Linked DNA regions of Zea mays: all the other regions are linked to region 2. The links are chromatin contacts, called in public Hi-C maps. All regions are on one chromosome and are shown on one strand. The core of a region is the stretch at or near the end of the contact, and the rest is flanking DNA. Distances in the headings are between cores, read along the strand shown. Region 1 holds the start of LOC100280639 (60S ribosomal protein L17). Region 2 holds the start of LOC100193562 (putative protein kinase superfamily protein). Region 3 holds the start of LOC100280066 (Nicotinamide adenine dinucleotide transporter 1 chloroplastic).

What was found. Hi-C and Micro-C count contacts between places; a contact is called where the count stands out from the background.
Region 1: a contact with region 2 is called in a Hi-C map of tassel, with 3 times the contacts expected there. The contact joins the promoter of LOC100280639 here to the promoter of LOC100193562 in region 2. A contact is called at or near these places in 2 of 25 Hi-C or Micro-C datasets (leaf and tassel).
Region 3: a contact with region 2 is called in a Hi-C map of ear, with 2.3 times the contacts expected there. The contact joins the promoter of LOC100280066 here to the promoter of LOC100193562 in region 2. A contact is called at or near these places in 4 of 25 Hi-C or Micro-C datasets (ear, leaf and tassel).

The regions. Positions count from the first base shown.
Region 1 is chr8:94,940,458-94,943,635 of Zm-B73-REFERENCE-NAM-5.0, forward strand. LOC100280639 (60S ribosomal protein L17) reads right to left here and starts at 1,620. Exons shown (of 7, transcript NM_001374586.1): 1 at 1,483-1,620; 2 at 1,328-1,364; 3 at 1,200-1,240. The coding sequence starts at 1,485.
Region 2 is chr8:95,240,543-95,243,487 of Zm-B73-REFERENCE-NAM-5.0, forward strand. LOC100193562 (putative protein kinase superfamily protein) reads right to left here and starts at 1,447. Exons shown (of 5, transcript NM_001138671.3): 1 at 743-1,447. The coding sequence starts at 1,225.
Region 3 is chr8:95,553,113-95,556,247 of Zm-B73-REFERENCE-NAM-5.0, forward strand. LOC100280066 (Nicotinamide adenine dinucleotide transporter 1 chloroplastic) reads left to right here and starts at 1,822. Exons shown (of 9, transcript NM_001358393.1): 1 at 1,822-2,446; 2 at 2,542-2,637. The coding sequence starts at 2,575.

The sequences.
Region 1 (3,178 bases), core at 370-2,869, 300 kb before region 2:
ACCCAGTAAAAACAAATCTGGCATTCTAAAGGTTTACCAGTATATGTATATGTGAGCACATTATTTTGGCGCCAGCCGCCAGGTGCCTTATGCTGCCATAATTACAGACTCACTAAAAGAAAAAACTCAAGTAGACATCACTTATACTAATCTAATTGGAATCATGTCGTGAAACCTGGTCCAACCAATAACAATGAAGTTTAGCATTCTAAAGGTTACCAGGATATGCAAGTACATTCTTTTGGTACCTGGTGCCTTACTGCCTTACAAATAAGATGTTGCAGTTAGAGAGATTCACTAAAAGAAGAAACTCAAGTAGATGTAATTCAAGGAGGGCTGGAATTTGTGCAAATCAAACTAACTCAAATTTGACTAAATTTATAGTGAATAGTATTAACATTTATGTCTCTAATACCACAAAAATATATTTAATGATTAATTTAATGGTACTTATCTTGTATTATAAATGTAACTTATGTAAGTACTTTTTTATTTAACATCCATCAAACTTCAAATCATTTTACTCCATGGAAAGTGTGAATTGCATCCTTTTGTGGGAGGGAACACAGCATTAGTTTGGTGAATTCAGTCTCATGCTTCCAAAAGCATCTACATAAGAACAACGAAGCCAACCGTAAACAGCATTACTGAAAGGAATAACAACAATAAAAAATTGGTGACACATGATCGGTGATACCATGAGTCAAACGGCATACACTACTTAGGGTAAAGAGGAACTTCAAGATGTACAGTATCTAAAGACTAAGGCGTTGTTTGGATGCCCACGTATCCACCTTAATCCATATGGTGTTAAGAGTGATTTGGTGTGGAATTTAAATTCCACAACAAACAACCCGCCCTAAGGCCTTGTTCGTTTCTGTCGGATTGGTGGGTCGGAATGATTCCTAAACGGATTGCTTCTCTAATTTATATAAACTTTGATTAGCTGGAACGATTCCGGGTGCAATCCGACGGAAACGAATAAGGCCTAAGGCAATAACCGAACGCGGCAAAAAAATGACAAAGCATATCATAAGATCTCTTGAAACAGGCTATAACCGAACGCAGCAAAAAAAATGACACAGACATATCATAAGATCTCTTGAATAGGATCTCGATCGGGAAGCAGGTAGGACACAAACATATCATGAGATCTCTTGAACAGAATCTAGGTCGGGAGGCAGGTAGGAATCTCTCACCTTGAAGTGAACACGTAGGTCACGGCCCATGGCCTTGGTTGCTGCATCGAAATAAAGAGAACCACACGCGAATCAGAAAGCCAGCAGATGCACAAATGGATATGGATACCCTCCGTAGAAAAACTTACACTTGGTGGGGTTGGTTGGCTCCGTCGAATATTTCACCTGGAACCAGAAACAAGGCCCGTTGCACGTCAGGAGTTCGCAAGGGCGACGCCAAATCCATGGCTGCAGGGCAGCGAAGATGCAACAGGCGAGAGAGTAAGGGGGAGGGAGATCTTACCATGGCTGCAGCCGGCGAGTTGGGGGGTCCTCAAGGCGGTGTTGAGATGCTCCTGCGGAGGGAGCGGGAGCCAAGGTTAGAGAACGAAGCGGCGGCGGTAGGAGCGCGAGAAATTGTGTACATGCAACTATGCAAGCCAACTACTGGGCAAAAACCCTAGCGGCTTCGTTATGGGCCGAGCCGCTCGAGCTTGGCCCACGTTCATCCAAGGAAAAAGAACCAGTTTATATCTTCCTTGTCTAAAGTCTTAAAAGACGCTCGGTTTTGGAGCGCTCTAAGTGTTTCGCGTAGGGATGGCAATTTTACCCGCGGGTTCGATTTCAGGTACGAATTTGTACCCGCGGGTCTTGCCCCTATGGATATTTTTGTCGTCCGCGGGTTACCCATGGATATCCGTAAAAACTAAAAACCTAGTGCGTATGTATCATAAAGACTTGAAGTGTTTCCATATTATGTTTTGTATGCTTGTGTTGACACATAATTCATGAAGACTTGTTTGAAGTGTTCCCTGTACGCATAAGTTTTCTAGATTTTTTGCTGGTTATAATTATATTTTCTGGAAAATTTCGGTATTGTTTTTAGATATATATATATATATATATATATATATATATATATATATATATATATATATATATATATATATATATATATATATATATATATATATATATATATATATATATATATATATATATATATATATATATATATACCTGCGGGTACCCGATACCCGCCCGATACCCGACGGGTACAATTTTTAACCCGCGGGTACAGTGCGGACGGGTATGTCTAATACCCACGGGTACGGTCGCGGACGTATATTTGTTATACCCGACCTGAATCCGACCCGCTGTTATCCCTAGTTTCGTGTGTACTTTTCCAACCACAGCTGCAGAGCGTGTGAGTACGGGACAAAAAGGCTAACCAGGAAACACATGTACCCTTGTACCAGTCACAGCCTGACGCGTGACAACACGGTTGTGAGAAAAAACACGAGACCTAGGTTGCCTGTTCTTACCCTTCTCACCTTCTCTCTCATCTCCCTTTTCCTCTTCACTCTCCATCGTCACCAAAAATATGTCTCCCTATCCAAGCGATTCGCCGAAGGAACCGCCCACGATGGCGCCGATCCACCGTGTGCACAAGACGGGTCTGCCTCGAGCTTCGCGCTGGTAGGTCGGTCTTGTGATGGCTCCTCGCCGTCAGCGCAGGTGCGGGGTGGCGACGACTGCGGGTCTTAGGCGACACCGTCACAACCACTGCGTCCGCACCGTCCAGAAGTGACGCCTCCACCTTCCTCTACGCGCAGACGCCAATTCGACCACCTTCCTCGCCGACACCCTCAGCCTCAAGGAGAACGAGGTGTGTGTCTCGCGTTCATGAAATCCATCGTGCCTGGTGGGATTGCATTCAAGATGTACTTCTCTGTCAAGAGAAATGGCATGGGATATGGTTTGTATCTCGATTCTTCTGTGTGCGTCTAAGTAGGTCGTGGTCATCTGTACAGGCTAAAGATTGGTGCCTTCTTCCAATCTCCCCCTATATTAGTTCCCCACCCTCTTCGTCTTCCATTTGTATATTGGAGACCTATATCTGAGATATCACCAGGTCTATCTTTTCATTGCAGACCTCATTGATTTTTTCTGTCATCTGCCACCGTTGTAATGGAATTGCTGCTATAGATGCCGTTTGT
Region 2 (2,945 bases), core at 197-2,696:
TTCCTATTTCCACAAGTAACTAGCTGTCTATTTGTCCAGCATACTGCATACATGAGGATATTGAAATATTGTGCAGTTACATCCAACAACAGAGCACTGATGGAAGCACGACTGGCAAGTTAAATTTCACCCATTCCACTCCAAATCTGTTTAAATTTGACCAAAATCTTGCTAATGAAAATGGTCACATTACCCTCAACTCATGCAAGAAGACTACAAAGTTATCCATGGACAACTAATAAGAACTAAGTGATTCACATACATGTGCTTACCAACCGTTACGATTACTACAACTAAATAAACACCACAACAAGCCAATAATCACAATCTCACAATCGAGAATCTCAAATAATCCAGCCGAAGTTTAAACATAAACCTCACCTCCACAGGAGGAATTTTGTGGGGACCAAATTTTACAGTTAGTAAACAGTAGAGAACTTCGCACTTACCACAAGTTACTCTGTTACTGGTCCATGTTTAGAAAGAGGATATGATCTTTAAGTGAACAACCACGGGAACCCCCAACGCACAGTGACCCATTTGCACTAACGATAATCACTGATGTGGACGGCAGAGCTTCACCAAACCCAAACCGCAATGGCCAGATCCAGTAGTTACCAACCGTGAGAACACGGTACAGGACGCGGTGAATTCTGTCCCAGCCCCAAAGCCAGCACGTGGAAACACCCGCATTCGGCGCTGAGTAGCAACGATCCAAACGCACAAAAATAATTGTTTTTACCTCCATCTCAAACTCATCTTCTCCCTGTTTCCCTGGGCGGTCCATGAGCTTGACCGCGACCTTCCTCCCGTCGGGGAGCACCCCGCGGTACACGGTCCCGAAGCTGCCCTGCCCAACCATGTGCGCCCGGTCAAACCCACCCGTGGCCGCGTGAAGCTGCCGGTAGCTGAACACCTGCACGCCCCTCTCCCCAGCAGCCACCACCGACATCGCCGCCGCTCCGACACCATCTCTGGTGGAGTTACTGGACGGGTTGTCCGTCCCCTGCTGCTGCGGCGGCAGGGCCCGGGGAGGAAGCGTATGATGGGAGCTGGAACGCTTGGGGATATGGAACGCCTGGAGGCGACGGGAGACCTTGCGAGTAATGTAGCAGTAGTAGGCGAAGGCAGCGATGACGGAAAGGAGCGAGAGCGCGGCGAGGAAGACGATGACCAGCAGGGCCACCGACTCCTCGCGCTTGTACTCGTCGTCGCCGTCCGTCATTGGGTCGCTGGAACCCTAGTTCAAGGGGTTGCCGGGTTCGGAGAGGAGAGATCAAGCGAGTGATTTGGACGAAGACGGCGAGGGTTTTCGTGGGGTTTGGGAGTGGAATTGGTGTCTCACCTTCCTCTGCGCGGAACCCGAGGTAGGGGACAGGGCACCCAGCAGTGGGAGTCGGATTATTTGCAGTCGGTGGAGAGGGGTGTTTGGTTCTAGACAGGCTTTGTTTGTTTCCGTCGCTAAAGTCACAGTATTTTATTTCTAAAATGCACCGTGTTTGGTTTAGGGTTTAGTGTTCGTACGTTTGAGTGTTGAATGCAATTAACTTAGCGACTAAAATTAGTTAAGAAATTCAAACATCCTACCCTACCTAATAGTTTAACTATTAGTTATTTTATAATTAATTAATAGTTAGGCATCTATTTATTAGCTAGCTAATTTCACTAACAATTTCTATCCAACTAATTATTAGTTTTAGTACATTTAAACACTCTATTAATACTTTAGTTTCACAAAAGATACTAAACTACTATGCTAAAACTAGTCCCAGTGATATTTCTCTCTTTTTCTCTCTTTCCTCATTGAATACCCTGCTCTCTCTCCCCCCACAAGCGACCGTATGCTCCTCGTTAGCTACTTCTTGTTTAAAAGAGATATTTTCTTCGTTCTAAATTATTAGTCATTTTAGTTTTTGATTTTTATGTCTATTTTCAAATATATGATAACGAATCTAGACACATATATAAAAAAATATCTTAATTTGTGTATGAATCAACTAAAAATGTAAAACCTATTTTATTTTGGGATGGATGGAGTATTAATTAAGGGTAATATGGTAAAGTTTAACACTTGTATCAAACAACCCTCAAGTGCTGAAGTTTAGCAAGGCATGTTTTTCCCCTTGCTAAAGTTTAGCATCACACCTTTTGCTAAAGTTTAGCTCCTAGGGAACCAAATAGATTGGCTAAAAGTATTATGCTAAAGTTTAGCATCTATTAGCACTTTAGCTAAATTGTGCAAAAAGTGGTCTCAACCCCATTTTTCTCTTCTTTCCATCTCCCCCACCAAATGCCCCTTCTCTCTCCTCCCCACCCGTCGTCTATTGTATTGCTACTAGTTTAGGCATTAATTAAGAATAATATGCTAAAGTTTAGTACTTGTATTCAAACAACTCCCAAGTGCAAAAGTTTAGCACGTGCTAAACTTTAGCACTATAAAAACAAAACTGGTTTTAGACACTAAAGTTTAGTCAGTATCACATCGGATGTTTGAATGCCTATTAACTGTATTAAATACAGTCTAATTATAAAACTAATAACGCAGCTAAAGACTAGAAATAGAGACAAAAAATTTTAAACCTAATTAATCCACAATTAGCAAATATTTACTGTAGCATCACGTAATCAAATCATTGACTAATTAGACTTAAAAGATTCGTCTTACTGTGTATTCTTTATCTGTATAATTAATTTTATAATTAGACTATATTTAATACCTCTAACTAGTTGTCAAACATCAGATGTGACGGGGCTACCAAACATTGGCTAAAAATAGCTAGTGGAAATAGCTAGCTAACTATTAGCTAATTTGCTAAAAGTAGATAATAGCTGAACTATTAGCTAGATGTTTTGGATACCTTCAACTAATTTTAACATCTAACTATTAGTTCTACAGTGCATTCAAACAGAGAAATTTGCTATTTTGCCACTCTCAATTTTGGCTG
Region 3 (3,135 bases), core at 572-3,071, 310 kb after region 2:
TATATGATAACTTTGGAAAGTGGTGGAATGTCACATTCTAAAAAAATAGCCTATTCCATTAGTAAGATTCCAATTCCTCAAAATGAAAGGAAACAAACGAGACTTTATTATTAAATTTTGAATAGTAAGGGATTTTAAACTCAAATCTCATCCAATTCATTTAGGCCCTGTTTGGCACAGCTTATTTTCAGCTTCTTCACAAATTTAAGCAAAAGTTCTACCAAACAGCTAGCTTCTGCAGCAGCTTATCAGTTCAGCTGCTTCTCAGAATACACTAAAAGCAGCCAACAAGCAGAAGCTGCTTTTCACCAGCTTATCAGATAAGCTGCTTTTTCAACAAGCAGCAGCTGTGCCAAACAGGGCCTTAGTCTTAAATAACAGACCATCAATCTCATCCAATTCATTTACTCTTAAATAACCCCTAAATCACGTGCATCCAAACAAGTCCTATGACTTTCGTTAACGCGGATTTAATAAGAATTGTTAGATTTTTTTTAAGAAAAGGCAAAAACAAGGTTACACATCACGGAATAGTACTAGCTTCCGTTTATGTATTATTAGTTGTCTGATCAAAATAGATGTCACGGACGTTCGTACCACGGCGCGGTACGGTGTCCAGCGGAGTTTGCAAAGTGAAGACGATTTTGGCAGGGTTTGGTTTCAAAGAAATTCTAAGGAACTGATATTCCCAAGAGATTCCTACCGACTATAGTGTTTAGAGGTGTTTGAATACAATAAAACTAATATTAAGTTGACTAAAAAGTTACTAGTGAAATTAGTTAACTAAGGAGGTGTTTGGTTTCTAGGGACTAATTTTTAGTCCCTACATTTTATTCTATTTTAGTTCCAAAATTATCAAATATAGAAACTACAAAAACTCTATTTTAGTTTCTATATTTGACAATTTATAGACTAAAATAGAATAAAATGAAGGGATTAAACATTAGTCTCTATAAACCAAACACCCCCTAATAAATAGCTAGCTAGATATTACTCTCTCCAGTGTTCTATTATTTGTCGTTTAATACATTTATACTTTTTTAAAAATAATTTAAAGACAAATCAGTGTTTAGATTTAAAAATTAAATAACAATTATTTATAGCCAAAATTTATAAAATTGACTCAAACAACTAATAGAACATAGGAGGAAGTAACTAATTTACTAAACATAGTTTAAAGCCAAAATATTAGTTAGAGTATTTGGATGTCTATAGCTAATTTTAGTCACTATCTATTAACTCTAGTGCATTCAAACACCACTGGATCTATGTATTTTTGCATTGTAGAATATGTCAACTTCCCAATATCTTCTATTATCAAGGATGAAAGAGACTGTGGGATTCTGCTTTGGAAAAAGTGTCATCTCTGCATTATATCGTATGTTCAAAATCTGTTGAAACCAAAGAGGACTCCCATCTCTAGGATGAGAGAGAAATGACGAAGACCCGCCGCCCATTTAATTCCACAGCTCCGTCCTGAACGGCCCACATGGTCCACGACGTCACCGGTAAGCGGCGACCAGGCATCGCCGTGGGCCTCGCAGTCGCAGCCCCCCGGAACAGCTACCCGCATCCGCATGGCAGACTGGAACGGCTGCGAGCTGGCCTGGCTCCCTGCCATGACCGCATACACAAGACAACTGAGCTATCCGTTTCTCACACACACACAAAAGACTAATAAAGTTTTCCCGTCCACGCACACGGCATACGGCACACAAAGCGAGTAGAGACATCTCAATGACACTGGGTCACCGATCCCTGATCTCCGGGGCCTCGTCGTCAACCACAGCAGCCGGCAGCGCGTGCACGCAGCGAGGGTAGCGCCACACATGCCACTGACACTGGGCTCAACAAAGTGACGGATCCGCAACCCAGTGGGACGTCACCTCCCTGCACGGGCCCACTCTGTTCCAGCTTCCGTGTGTACACAGTACACCACAGCACACGGGCCTACTCACCCTCGCCTCCGAGGCTTCGAGTCCGAGAGAGCGCTTGAGAAGAAGCTCAGGCGAGGCGAGGCAAGGGATGCCGTGATTGACGACGGAAACGAAGCCGAGAGGGAGAAGCGAAGCTAGCCTTGCATACACCCGGCCCCGTCCCAATGCCCACCGCTTCCGGCTCGGATCCCAAACCCTAACCCTACTCGGCCGTCCGCGGGCCCGCCGCCGGCGACGCGATCGGGTGCCGACGCTGATGCGCTCTGTGCCGCGTGCGTGATTCTCTCGCGCAAGTAAGCGTTGGAAAAGGGGCTCCCTGGCTGCAGCGACGCGTGGCCGAGGTGCGGATCGGGGAGGGGAGGACGGTCGGAGCGAGATGCCGGGGGACGTCGCGACCTCGCCGGCGCCGGCGCCGCCGTCCGTGTCCTCGTCGTCGCAGAACCACCACCATCACGGCCCCACGACCGCCCGCGGCCTCCTCTGCCACGCTGTCGCCGGCGCCTCCGCTGGTAAGTGGCAGCGTTTGCGCGGGAATTCCTCGATGCATTTCGGCGTGTGGTTTCAATGTTCGGGGTTTCGGAGATGATCTGGGCTTTGGGCGCAGGCGTGGTGGCGGCGACCTTCGTGTGCCCGCTCGATGTCATCAAGACCAGGTTCCAGGTACACGGATGGCCCAAGCTTACCACAGGCACAATTGGAGGTGGGAACTTGCTCCAAGGATTTCTTGTCATTTTTTATTCATTTTTTTTTTGCTCTTGAGTTGGAAACATACACAAACCTGTTTGGAACAGCGAGCCTGTTCTGGTGTTGTTGAGTTGTGCCGAGAATGCAAGATGATTGGTACGTGGTGCATAAGCTGGGAAGAATGGGGTATTTGCATTTGGTTTTGGTCTGTGATGTCATGTGGACAATTTGAACAGATAGGTTAGAGAAAATCTGCTTAGTATGGGGCAAGGTTATTAAAACGATAAAACGTTGAAACACTTATGGATGAAATTTTGACTTTTAAACGTTTAGACAAAGTTTAAATGTAGTTTTAAGCAACATAGGAAAAATACCAGTATATCATAATTTCAGACAATAATATGAAGTTAAATACCAAAACAGAGAGGTTAGTGGCTTACCAAAACTTCACCCATGAGCCGGATTGGACCCCAAAAGTAACTAACAGACTGGGCCCAAAAGTAGCTAATGGTCT